Regions from separate parts of the Zea mays genome. Here regions 1 and 3 are each linked to region 2. A link is a contact called in public Hi-C data. All regions are on one chromosome and are shown on one strand. The core of a region is the stretch at or near the end of the contact, and the rest is flanking DNA. Distances in the headings are between cores, read along the strand shown.

Region 1 (4,403 bases), core at 249-2,748, 170 kb after region 2:
GGCCTTCGCTCCTCCTCCCTTTCCCTGACGTCGGACCGCGGTGGTGTTCACCTAGGTGGCGGCGATGCTCACCGGTGGGCGGCATCCAGACGTCCAAGTGCCTCGAACCCAAGACTTACTGGTGCTATAAAATGAGTAGGACGAGGCGAATGATGTCGAAGGCATCACACCTCAGATTGAAGCGACAAGAGTTCCACCCATGTGACACCACGGCTCCAAGGTGTATCGTCAACACCGACAAGCAATTCGGCTGGAGATGGTGACCAGTGGCGTAGCTAGAATTTTTTTATGAGGTATGCCATAAAAAAATTCATAAATTATTTAGTATGACTATAATGATTTAGTATACAAATCAAAACATAAAGATAACAACAACATATGAAACTATAGATTTAACATTTAAGTCTATAAGCGCAAACATTAAAATATAAATATAATATAAAATAGTGTAAATATGAAACAGAAAATACACTAAACGACTGGAGCCAGGAGCTGGACGATGTGACCTTGCTGCCTGTTTTTTTGTATAGCTGCTGCTGCAAGCCTGCAGGACTGAGTCAATCTACACCTAGCACCTACACGTTTTTTGTTGTTGGCTCCGTTGCATTGGTGGTCGGGTGGGCCGGCCCACAGGGTATGCCATGGCCCACCCGGACCACCCAGCAGCTACGCCACTGATGGTGACCCTCCCTGCTTGACGACTTCACAAAGAGCTTGTACATGATCTGTCGATCATCCTCAACCACACCACATGCATAGATCAATGACAGATGTGCAAGACCACGACAGTGGCTAATTCTCCGCTCTTCGCCATCTCATGTTTCGCGGTGGTTGTGGTGTCACACGAGGATGTAGGGGATCTCGTCTGGATGCTTTATGGGCAATGGGTCGCATTTTTAGGCTTTGTTCGTTTACACCAATCCAGCTCTGGATTAGCATGGATTGGAATTAAATCCATGTCACAATTCATGCCCCAAAATAATCCAAGACTACTTAAATTTTTTTATCCGGTTAAACCTATCATGGAATATAACCCAAGTGTTTGGGAATTTTTTAAACTATGGAAGACATGGATTCTATCCATAGCTCATTAGGTATGGAACAAATCCATAAAGATATTGCACAAGTTTACATTAGAATCCATGGATCAAAAGAATAACTAGATTTGAGAGACACATGGATAAGTTGATGAATTAATCCCACCATAGGATTGGGTGTGAGGTATGGATTCACCCAATCCATATCGGGATTAAATCCATGGTGGGATTTTATCCCATGTAACCGAACAAGGCCTTATAGAGGCAAATCCTAGGCATTTTGGGATTGGCCGGTGGGGCTTCACGAAAAACACGGACAAGCACATTCTATTTTGTTGAATGAGGACATAGCCCTCCTATCAGTCTCGAGGTTTAGCAAGTAGCTGGAAAGGGGGTCCCATGTGGCGGTGGTATGAGGGCGAGTCCTCGCGCGCGTGGGCAGCTCCGGCTAACGATAGGGGTCCACGTGACAGTGGCTCTAGGGCAAGTCCGCACACACATTGCTCAGGTGGAGGTCTGACGTGCTGAGCCCACCCAACAACGCGAGTTTCATCATGCTTGGGTGGGAGGCAGAAGTGGGCTACACAAGAGTTTTAAAGGAGGAATGGGGCCGGCGGCAGATACAGGGCGAGAGCTTATTTGTTTATATATATTTTTCTTTTTCTTTTCTATCTTGATTTTCAAATTTCAAATTCCTATTTCAAATTCAAATCTGAGTTTAAGATTCAAATTCATATGCACAATCACCATAAGACTCTAGCATGCAAATGCAAAATTATATTTGATTATTTATTTCTTTATCTTGTCCATTTAAACAAATGCCTCTAAGTATATAATGCATACACACCAAATATGTCTTTTTCAGCGAATACTATCTATTGGATAATATTTACTAAAGGGTACTTTAACATAAATTTTTTACACAAAATTTACAAATATATTATTCAATAATTGAACTTATATAAGTATATTCTCATTTGTTCCATATTTTCACTTTTAAGTTCCAACTTCAATTCAAAGGTTCAAACCTAAGTTTGGATCATATGTCATTATTATTTGGAAAATGACTTTGAAAGGGAAGTAAGTTCTTATTAAGCACATTTTAATTTTAATATTTTGTGGTTAGTCCTCCTTAATCCAAAATAGAATTTTAGGTATTACAAATATGGTGGTGAGTGAGGACCATCGATGGATGTATGAAGGTTGGCGTATGAATGATCCCTCAATGGAGTGGATAAAAAGGACAGGGGTTTTATCAATCTCGCTTTTGCTTTGTTAATAACCAACACAGATGTGCGATATCCATGTAGCATGTGTTGAATTTGTAGGTGTCAAGACAAGAAAACTCTATCGAGGCACCTTTTCAAGCATGGCTTTATACCTAACTATGAAGTCTGGGTGTGTCAAGCCATAGATTCTTCTTGCCAAACAATCATATGTATAGGTTTGAGGTAAACACTTTTAAGAAGGACACTATCATCAAAAGGGGCCACCCAAACGTTTGAGCGGATTAGAGATTGAGGCTATTCTTAATAATTTGAAATAGAATGGAATTTATGGATAAGTAAGTTTTGGAACCTAGCATAACTAGACCCATAAATGTGGTTTATGGGAACTCCCATATGTTGAGGCGTTGATTCTGATGAATAACATCGACGTAATGCATCAGGAACGTAATGTTGGTGAAAGCATTCTAAATACCTGCATGAATCTAGGCAACAAAACAAAAAGACAATATAAAGGCCGGAAAGGACTTAGCAAAACTTTGTAACCGTCCAACCCAGGAACTAGACAAAAGTGGTAGCAAGCCACGTGCCCCATTTTGTGTAAAACCTAAGTAGAAGAAAGAAGTAATGAAATGATTGAAAGCATTAAAATTCTCATATGGGTATGCTACTAGGTTTAGGAGAGTTGTGAACTTGAAGACACATAAATTAATTGGATTAAAGAGCCATGATTACCATATAATGATGGAAAGACTCCTTCCTATAATTTTCTGTGGGTACATGAAAGTTAGTGTCTGGAAGACGTTAGCTGAGTTAAGCTACTTTTATAGACAACTTTGTGCTAAAGAAATAAATAAAGAGGTGATTACTCAAGCTATATTGAGTACTGAAGGGCGATGTCCAGAAAGTAAGCGTGAGGCATGCAGTATGGACTAGATATGACTGAGCAACAATTTCTTCAGGTAAATGATGTATGCTTGTGTTTCTTCGAGATGTTAGAGTTACTTCTAAATAAATTGTGTTTGTACATCATTCGATTCCGTGGATAGCCAGCAGTGATGTTGCTTGGCGTGTGTTATGCCGTTATTGGCCTTTGGATGAGTTCAAAGCTAAGTCTATGTGATAAAGTTCCAATCATGGAACTGTCTCGTATCACAGGTATAGAGGTGATGACCACTTTCATTTGTTGAAACAAATGACAAGTAAAATTCATTCTGTTTTAGTTGTTTGTAATTGTGTTCTTGTAATTTTTTATTATAATGCTTCTAAATTGTACATACAAGAAGCTAGTAGTGGTGCAGTGCCTAGTAATGTTCAAGGTTACCTTAGGGGCATAGAGCACCAGTCCTGCAAACATAGATGTGTTGTGTATCCATGTGGCATCAGATCGTCTGGTGAGTTTTTTTTGCACAATTTGGTATATTTTGTTTCTATGAAACTTTGTATAAAAGATTGCTTTATTCTTTTGTATTCATGCTGCATATGGCGAAGTGATGTCTAGTCAGCACAGACTGCATTACGACTGGGACCCAACCTATTGATCCTCAGGCTGTCTATGCAAGTGGTGGAAAAGTTTATGGAAGGTGCATATTCTATAGATCTTATCTTGTTTCATGGATTTAAGTAGAAGAGATATATTCTAAATTTGTTGTGTTATTACTTCTTTGTAGGTACTCCATGTTTGATAACGTCATCAACTCGAGTTAGGTGAGGGTTCAGAGGGGAGGGTCATCAAGGTATGCTGCTCGTAGCTCTCGGCTCTCCATCTCAGATGCAACGGAAGTTGAGGGACTATGAGCTGAACTAAGCCAAGAATAGGTGCGACAAAGGGCCCAGGGGGAATACATGAGGCACGTAGCATAGCAATATGCCTACTATGCTACTCAGTTTCAACAGCAACAAGCATTTCTCAAAGTAAGTTCTAAATATAATAGTGGTGGTCCTTGTTCTCGAATGCTATACATCAAGAACAAAGCAACACAATTGTTAACAATTAGAGACCTTCATCCTTCGAAGCATTGTCTCCTTTGGGATATAATGATCTTCAAACGAAGGTCATGAAGGGTATACCTTGCATCATTTTAGTGAACGAATATAAATAAAGACACATGAAACACAAAAGAATACGGATAATCATTAT
Region 2 (4,523 bases), core at 437-2,936:
ATATGCATATATAGTGTAGCAAAAGCAATGCAACAATCTGATCCTAAGAGTACAATGAAGAGGCAATCTAAAGAGGCACCCTACCACAGCACCTGATGTGATGTACTCATGTGCACCAATACTTACTCATAAATATCATGTATCCTAGAAGCTACATGGAAATGGAAAGCAACAGCAAGCTGATAAGACCTAAGAACATGTGATTAAGTGAAAGAACCTCCACACATCAGAGTAAGTCCCAGGTCTAGGAATAGGATACAGGTTAAATTACATCCACACACTAGAAATTGTCAAAGACTATTAAGACACGATGATCCACATTGCAAAACTTTAAACATAGAGTTGAAGATGGACAATCAATTTGAACGTATGCTAACTAGACCCGAAAATCCAATATGTATCAGCTCCTATCAGTCAATGTCACAAGAACCTAGGCTTGAGAGTACGCATCATTTGGAGGTAGTATTAAATGCAGCCTGATTCCCAACCTAACCTATGAAGGTAATACAACATAAGCATGCCATGAAAATCATGTCTAGTAGTTAATTTTCTATGCAAAGCAGAGAGCCAGAGAACCCTCAGTTCATTCAGGTTATAGATGAACATAGAAATACTGAGAAGTGAAGAACACAAAACAACAGTCAATGTACATTCTCCCTATTGCTACATTCAGAATATGTGATGTGTGCATGTACATTATGAAACGAAGACCTAGTACCTGAGAAGCTACGCATGACAAAGGCTAATGCTAAGCAAGAAGATTACACTCACTTGACAAACTTGTGATAGGTTAGATGCACCCTGGTCTCCAGCTTAAGGAGCAGAAATGCATCTAAATCAAAAATACGAATAATGCAAACCCTCGTGAACATAAAAACATGGTAGACCACAAAATGTCACAAAGATGTAGGTTATGCATCTGCGCCATCTAAAGGCAGAAGCAAATGCAGCCAGATCCCCATATCTAGTTTATTAACATCAGTAAAAACTGCAATCCCAGCAAAGTTGATTCAAAATACCCCATTTGCTTGCATACTAGTCCATCCCTGATGAATTCAGATCCTTGAGCAGACCGCAGAAACTGAATAAAGAACATTATTACACACCAAAAGAAATGGCTTTATATGTACACCAGACAGTATTTTCCATGCAACAAGCACCACTTCTTTTTCACCACCAGCATCCCTCTCGCATCGCAGACCAACAGCCACCGGTGCATAAGAATAATACACCAGAACTGTTCGCTGCGGATTCGATCGGTGCACCGCCCCTCAACACTCCACGGCAGACGACCCTTGGCCCATTGCGTCCCTTCATCCCACCCAAGGACCAGAAGCAGAGGCGGCCGCCGTATCCACACCACGCCAAACTATCGACACGACGACCTAATCCCCTCGCCTTAATCGTCCTCGACACCCACACCGAAACGGATCCGACGCGCGAACCCAGCGCCCCGTCGCCGTGGGGGGACCAGATCCGGACGGCAAAGGAAACCGAAAGAGCTAAGCTTATCTTCAAAACGCGAGCAGGCGCGTAGCCGAGTAGGAGAAGGAGCCGGGAAAGGAGGTAAGATCCGGGGCACGGTGGAGAGGAGGGGAGCTCACCACGCCGGAGATGGAGAGGGACCTGAGCCGCCGCCGAGAGGAGGGAACCGGAGACTCGGAGAGCCTAATTCGATCCGCGTGTGGTGGCGTTTTCCCTTTCCGAAGAGGTCAAGCCAGTTGACGGTGGCAAATACTCATCGTCTCATCTTATAATTTTGGAACAATTGGATCTATACCATTAAAAGATCCAAACTTTAGATATATACCATGGACCCCACATGTCATTGACTCATGTGGACTCACATGTAAGTGAGATAGTAATGGTATGGATACAAAGTGGTGATCTTTTAATGGTATGGATCCAAATTTCCCTATAATTTTAACTGACTCATCTTATTAAAAAAATCATAATTATTATTAATTTGTACCGTGATATTATTTATTATATAATATAGTTTAAGTATAATTTTAAATTTTTCACTTTTTCTAAAAATTCTGAATAAGGTGAATCATCAAAGTTATCGTAAATAAATCAAACGAATTATAAATTAGAACAGCCGTATTACAGATTTACCGAAAAAACAAATAATTTTGCTATTTTTAGGGCTAGTCAAACTATCTCTTATTGACGTGGCACGTTAGTTTAACACGACATCATACAAATAATTTAACACGCCATCATACAACTTAAAACATGTCGGTCGCCTCACGCAAATGCGGTAACTGATTCACCACTTTGTTCGTTGCTTGCAAGTAGGGGCACGTATGGAAGCATCCAGTTTTTAAGAAAATGATTTATAAAAACTAAGGTGTTTTTAAATATGTCAGTTTATGCTCCCGTTTCTAGAAACTGGATTCCCAGTTTCTAAGAAACCAAGAAACTAGCCTTTTCTAGCTAAAATCAGTTTTTGCCTAGTAAATTACACATTAATATTAGTTGGTTTGGTGAAAATTATGGTGATTGCCATCGCTTCTAGATCTATGCTCAGTAAAGATAGGTTTGCCTTTGTGTATCGAAAAATTTAGAAATTGATTTCAAGAAACTAGCCTCAAATGCGTGCATCCAGTTTTTTTCCCTATAAACCAATATCTAGAAATTAAAGATAGAAACCCAAAAAATGGCGTGTTTCCAAACATGCTCTAGGCTACAATGTTTCTTATCTTGCATTTTATCCGTTTAAAGGAAGAGCAAACAGAATGAGAGATACGAGATATCTTTAACTGTGTACTTAGATTAAGATTACTTTCATTTTATATCCATATGCTTTCGATCTCGACTTAGAACTAGCTAGGATTCTGTTTGGCAGAGCTTCTGTTGATTGTAAAAGTAGTTTATCTGAGAAAACTGGTGAAAGACAGATTCTGCTTATTGATTGTTTTTAGCTTATTTTGAGAAGTAGTTTAAACTGATAAATTGTTGCAGAAGCCTACTGTTCGGTCATCTTCTTCTTAAATCTGCGAGAAAGCTGTGAAATAAGTTGTGCCACATAGGACCTAGGTTTTGTGTTGAAGCTTAAGTTGTCCTATTATGTATATACACGAGTTTGGGTTGTGTTAGGTTGTTAGTCTCTATGTGTGCGTTTGTGTGATCCGATGTTGAGGCTAGAGCACTAGTGTCGACTGCCTCCAAGGCTTACCCATATCGCTATGTAAAATATTATTTTGCACTATAGACTGCACTGTTCGTAAAGCAGAGTTTCAATATAAGAATAATGATGAGTAAACTGGTAGAGGTAGCCTTAGTGTTACAGTACTAGTGTTTGATCTCAACTTGGAAGTTGTTTGTTTCTCTGGCACAAACTAATTATGAATAAGTAATAAATTTAATCATATTTAAAATATAAAAAATAAATAAATTATGCTTGTTGACTTTGTTCTTGTTATTATACTTCTTACGAGTATATATAAGATTATAAACTATGTTTCGTCGGCTTTGAACCACCATACACATGCAATATATTGATTCTTGATGCAAAATTGGTTCGAGCAATTCACCGAGCACCTATTTCACATTGAATAGCAAAAAAACCCTAGAGAGAATTTTACTAACGATGAAAGAACTACCTCGAACCGGCAGAAGTTGGGGAAGTTGTGCGGGCCGAGGGAATGAAACGAGGATGGGGTGCTGAGGCAAGGAGGCGAGGCGTGGGGTGGTGTGCACGGACACGACGACGACGCGACAAGCGCTTGGGCGACAGCACGACGAGGCACAGGGCGAAAGCATGCGGACACGGGGGCGACACTCCGACGGGTTGAGGTGTATGGTGTGGGCGAGGTGGGTAGGTCGACGATGCGGCGGACAGTGGACCCAGGGGCAAAAGCTAGTAGAAAAATTAAGATGGTGCACCACCAAAACAATGCATAAATATTTCATGTCATATATGGTAAATATTAATCAATTTACAAATGAAATTTGTATTTACCATGTGCACCAGAGTAGCTCAACGCGTCGCCCCTGAGTGGGCCAACAACGCGGGATCGGAGCACGGCACCGCAGCAGCGCTCCGGCGATGTGGTGGGGAGGTGAGTGGCACAGCGACCGGCGAGCGAGGAGGCAAGACGAACATGACCAATTGGCCGCAAGAGCAACAACACGACCCTTATATTCTTTAACTTTCGATGGCTTCTTGATACCATCAAAAAATAACTTAACTTCCAACAGCCTTGGGGATAGTCGTTAAGAATTAAGTTAACTTCCTATAGCTAATCCTAAAACCATCAGAAGTCCTTCAACAATAATGTTATGAGGAATGAGGAGATGTTATAGGAACTCTTATAGCTATAGAACGTTTGGAAGGTAGCTTGAACCGAAGTCGAGCCCCAAATATATTTGAAGTGAATTTATGAGTCCTATGAACCAAAATGACATTGCTCCATAAGGCTTATTAGCCCATGCTAGGCGGCAAGGCTATTCACCCAATGTCATGCACCCATGATAAGCTAAAACGAACTTCAATAAAGTCATTTCCAGTGGGAGTT
Region 3 (4,604 bases), core at 1,197-3,696, 130 kb before region 2:
ACACCAGGATCTCCCATCATGCATATATGCAGGTCGCCTCTGATCTGTACATTTACATTCCAGTCAATATTGAGATGTGAACTGTTGGAGAGAACAAAACCTCGGATGGAAATGACATTATGCTGAGTCCTAGCAGAATACATACCTTCATGCCATCTGCGAGCTTCCTATGGGGTGCACCAACAAGTAGTAACAGCAGTGCTTTTTTGACGTCTTCATGGCCAAATATTTCAGGTGCCAAGGACCTTGCCAACTTACTGTAGATATCACCGTCCTCAGCCAATCTGTCAATTTGTTCTTGTTCATCACCTTTGAGATCATACCTGCGACAGTTTTGCAATCTCTATCAGACAGCTGCAGAAGATAAATGGATTGCTCGGCATGAAACCTAGACGACTTACTCCTCATATTTTTTCTTGAAATGTGTGACAGACATTGCTTCCAAGTAAGTATCAGCAACTAATCCTGCACGCATTGCTCTAAACCCATAGTAAGGCATAGGGAGAAAAATTCCTGACATCTCAACCACATCTCCAGGTGCAACCTGCTCATGATAGCATTTAGTACTTGGTTATATTACATAATATCTTTAGTGAGTTCTTAATTCTCAAGAGAGCATTTAGCTAGTGAATTGAATAAACCAAAAACATAAATCTAAAAGCAGCTTGCTTCTGAAGCTAAGTGTAGAGCACATTGATAGAAATAGCGATAACAGAAGAGTAAAGGCTATTGTTGCGCAAAGCAACCCAAAAAAACTGCTCAAGTTTCAGTAAAGCTACTATTTTGTTTTACCTTTCTAGTCAGCTCTCCTCTTAGATGAACAGTCAGAGAACGAGGAATGTGGCCCTTGGGTACATGCTCTGCTAACTCTTGAAGCTTCACCTGCAAGACAATGTAGTTGTTATATGGAAGTGGAATCCAAAATATGATGAAATTTTGGCTGCTATGGAAAAAGATAGCCCTGCTTGACCAGATTGTCAAGAAAGGTTAATACCTCCTGAAATTTCAAAAACTTCGATGCACGCAATTGAAGGATTAGATTCCCCTTTGCTTTGTTCAGCTTGCATCGTTGAGATGGACATTCAATGAGGGGCATAAACACTCTAGCAGTCACTTCCTGCCAAATTCAAAACAAAAAGTTTCATTCAAAATAGAACTTAGACCAGATACAAAATTCTAGGTATGTAGCTGACTATAGACAGAAGTGTCTTTCAGTAAGATCATTTATCATACGGTGTCAAATATAGAAACCAAATCACTAAGGAAGCCTAAAATGAGATCAAGTACCTGGTATATCTCAAAGCCACATTCTTCACATGTATAAACAGCAACCTGCATCAAGGGCTTCACATCCGAGCAGCGAGTAACAATCCCAGATATTTTCACAAGCTGCCCAATGTTGGATGCCTTTACTTGTCTAATGGTGAGTGGAGTTGCCTTTGAGAATGTCTTGATGTAAACCTCACTACAGTACCAAAACAAAATCATTTTTTAGACAAACATCAACAGAGCTCGATAAATGGATATACAGGGAAATTATTGAACTGCAGATCCAGTTGGAGGTACAGAATTCGGTAGCTCCAAGAACAATTGTAGGTCCATTTTGTTTAACCAGATTATCGAAACCAGGTCACCATTCACCAAGGCAAATTTAGGACAAGGCCACTTACAAGAACCGTTTGATATCTGGTGGCATTCTCTGCAGCGGGTCCGTGCCGTCCGCGCCGCCGTCCACCCCCTCGTCCACACGCTGCGTCATCAGGATGTCCCGGTCCTCGTCGACGGTGTACGCCTCAGTGGGCTCCGGCATGATCTCGTCCATGGCCTCCGCGAAGATGCCGACGTAGCGCCGCGTGTTCTCAGTGACACGCTGCAGGAACTCCTCATCGACGTCCTTGTGCTGCGCACCCGAAAACAACATTTTGCAGCCAAAATCACACCTTGCGTCCGCAAAATTGGCAAACAGAAGGGAACTGAATGGTGTGGAGGTGAGGAGCTGGTACATGAAACAGGTCGTCCAGCTCGATCTGGACCGCGCGTATCTTCCTGTTGGCGACATCTTGCTGTGACCAGAGGGAGAAATCAGCGTGATACTGCAGATCTGGAAGGGGCAACCCTAGAACACGGGGAAGAGAAGAGATCGTGGGTAGGTACCAGGATGTTCAGGTACTTGGGGTCGCCGTGAGGGCCGACGAAGTTGGACAGGAAGTCCTTGGCGAGCGCTGCAGAGACAAACCAAACGCCATGAACCAACGCACCGCCAGGGAACGTTCAGGAACCATCGAGGAGCAAACGAAGGAACGGTTCGAGGTGGTACCGGAGGATGTTGCAACAGCAACGCGTACCTTTGTCTGCAGTGAAGTCGGGGTTCTTCATCCCGGCGGCGGCGGCGGCGGAGGCGTCGAGTGAGTGGGAGGCAGAGAAGGCCGGGGTGCGGGAGGGAGGCGGCACCGTGTTGGGCTGGGGGATGGCGGGAAGAAGGGAATAAGATGAAGGTTTTGGCGGGAAGGGAGAGGGCTGCGTGGCGGGAAGTGCGGGCTGGCCCGGACTTCGAGTGGGCCGAGATGTCGTGGACCTATGAGAAGCACGATTGGGCCTTAATCCCCACACCACCCAAAATTCATACTTTCTTCTATCTATTAAAAAGATAATAGGGCTTCAATATTTACCGGAATTTTGGTCACAGTCTTCTCACACAAACCAGTGGGTTGAACAGCTGCTAATAAAAGTATGAATTCTGGGTCGTTCGTGTTAAGTAACCCTAGTTAGGGTTATGTGGGCAAATACCGACTTTGCCCCTGAAGGGTCTCATATCTCTATATAAGGAACATGTACACCCTTTCATAATACAGAGATCAGAAAGAGGCCAGAGGCCCAACCCTATATCCAGTGTCTCGTGTTTCCTCTGTCGTGCTTATGGGAAGGGAGACGGGTTCTCTACATCTTCTTGCGCCTCTACTGCTGACGGGAGGGAAGGGAGCGGATCTGGTGATCCGTGGTAACGTAGTTCTCAACACGTTATCAGCACGCTCTACCTCAACGTTGCTGCGAGATCAGATCTGCATCAACCCTTCGTCACGCCGGCAGGTCCTTGGCCTAGCCGAACTGTCCTACGCGACAGTCTTCGATTCTCCCTCTACGCAATCGAGCGGTATGTTTTCTTGATCCGTTGGTGTGATCTGTGCGCCACCAACTTGTTGTCTCCGTCATGGTGCTGCGTCTGTGCCGGAAGCACTCGCATCGGAGCCTTGCTGGAGCTGGTCTACTCCAATGTCATGCCTCTGCCTACGGTGAGACTACGCCAGCGCTTGGGCATGTGCCACGCTGGAAGCGTCCACGCCGCACCGGAGCTGTGCCGACGCCAGAAGCCACGCCTGTGCCTACAGTGGGGCCGCGTCGCGCAAGCAGCAAGGGTAATACGAGACCCAACACCGCGACATGAATCATGATGGTCGGTTGTGGCGGTGGTGCGAGAGCCCGCTAGAACAGGAGGACCCGTTCCCAACCTAATTATTCCCGAAGATCTGGACGGTTTCCCGGCAGGCCCATCCATCCGTAACGTCCGCACTTCAAACTTCAATGCGGGATTGACTACCGAGCCGGCCGTTGAGGCAACGAAACAGAAAAACCGTGTGACGTTGGGCATCGTGCATGCATGGACGGTCAACAGAAAAAAGGGAGCGGCCGTGGGTCTTGCTCATGCACAGGAAGCAAAGACTCTTCTTTGGCCTTTCTTGGTTTTATTTTCGAAATGGTCGTTAATCTCAATTTAATTATTTATATAAATAAAATTCTTGGTGAATTTATATAAACTTGTATGCATGCTCTATATTATTTATTCTATATATTTTCTATTGTAAATAAAAAAGAATAAAGCATGTTTTATGTTACAATTTCTACTTTAATTAATTATTTCCTGCAGTAAATAATTAGTAGAGAAATACATGTTTAAATATGGAAAATGCTGATGTGTTATGCTCATGCAATATTTTTGGTGTTTATTTTTCTGCTTTTATTTATTATAGCAGAAAATTATTAAAATGCATGTAAAGTCTATATAAGGCATACTCAAATCGCTCTAAATATTTATATTATGTTGAGCTTTTGGAATTTGGACTTACGTCGAGCGATTAAATTGTATAGTGGGTACACAGATGTGCCGATCAGGTTACATTATTAATTGGCTGAGTTAAGACATTGGCTATTGGCTGCGCCCTGGCAACATGACGCAATATTTGTGTCATACGAACTTGGCTGCGTCATGTGATTGCTATGTCGCGCTCTCTATTAATCGGATCGCTCCTGTTGAGTCAGACCGCCATCGCTGAGTCGCGTATTTTTCGCATACCCTGTAGGCATTGTCTGTCATCCGTGATCATCGAGCCACAATTGCGCCTGTTGTGCACGTTGTGCGGACTTATTGTGTACCCCAATTACTGAGCCATAATTGTGCCTGTTGCGCTTATTACGAAGGCTTGTTGTGTTGTCGTAGCCCTGATGGCCGCACACGCGTTGACACCAGACGCTAGAGCTTGTACTCGCGTGGATTGTGGTGGGTTGTTCAAAACCCCTGAAGTCACATTATACGCAACCTTCTTAAACAA

What was found. A called contact is a pair of places that touch in the nucleus more often than the background predicts.
Region 1: a contact with region 2 is called in a Hi-C map of leaf, with 6 times the contacts expected there. The contact joins the enhancer-like site here to the promoter of LOC100193578 in region 2. A contact is called at or near these places in 2 of 25 Hi-C or Micro-C datasets (both in leaf).
Region 3: a Hi-C map of leaf shows a contact between it and region 2, with 8 times the contacts expected there. The contact joins the promoter of LOC100273978 here to the promoter of LOC100193578 in region 2. A contact is called at or near these places in 9 of 25 Hi-C or Micro-C datasets (bundle sheath, ear, endosperm and 3 more) and 1 of 3 datasets of contacts at active chromatin or transcription factors (leaf).

The regions. Positions count from the first base shown.
Region 1 is chr3:130,245,641-130,250,043 of Zm-B73-REFERENCE-NAM-5.0, reverse strand. No RefSeq gene overlaps it. Among protein-coding and RNA genes, the nearest start is that of LOC103650550, 59 kb to the left of the region's middle. Within about 2 kb of position 1,498, at least 17 of the 20 cell types and tissues checked have an H3K27ac peak or open chromatin away from gene starts, as enhancers often do. A contact at or near this core is called in leaf, where this site is marked.
Region 2 is chr3:130,416,118-130,420,640 of Zm-B73-REFERENCE-NAM-5.0, reverse strand. It overlaps LOC100193578, which reads right to left and starts at 1,686. Exons shown (of 2, transcript NM_001358894.1): 1 at 1,605-1,686.
Region 3 is chr3:130,550,608-130,555,211 of Zm-B73-REFERENCE-NAM-5.0, reverse strand. It overlaps LOC100273978, which reads right to left and starts at 2,446. Exons shown (of 15, transcript NM_001365694.1): 1 at 2,346-2,446; 2 at 2,155-2,222; 3 at 2,004-2,063; 4 at 1,671-1,900; 5 at 1,288-1,465; 6 at 995-1,117; 7 at 793-882; 8 at 402-544; 9 at 146-323; 10 at 1-44. The coding sequence starts at 2,376.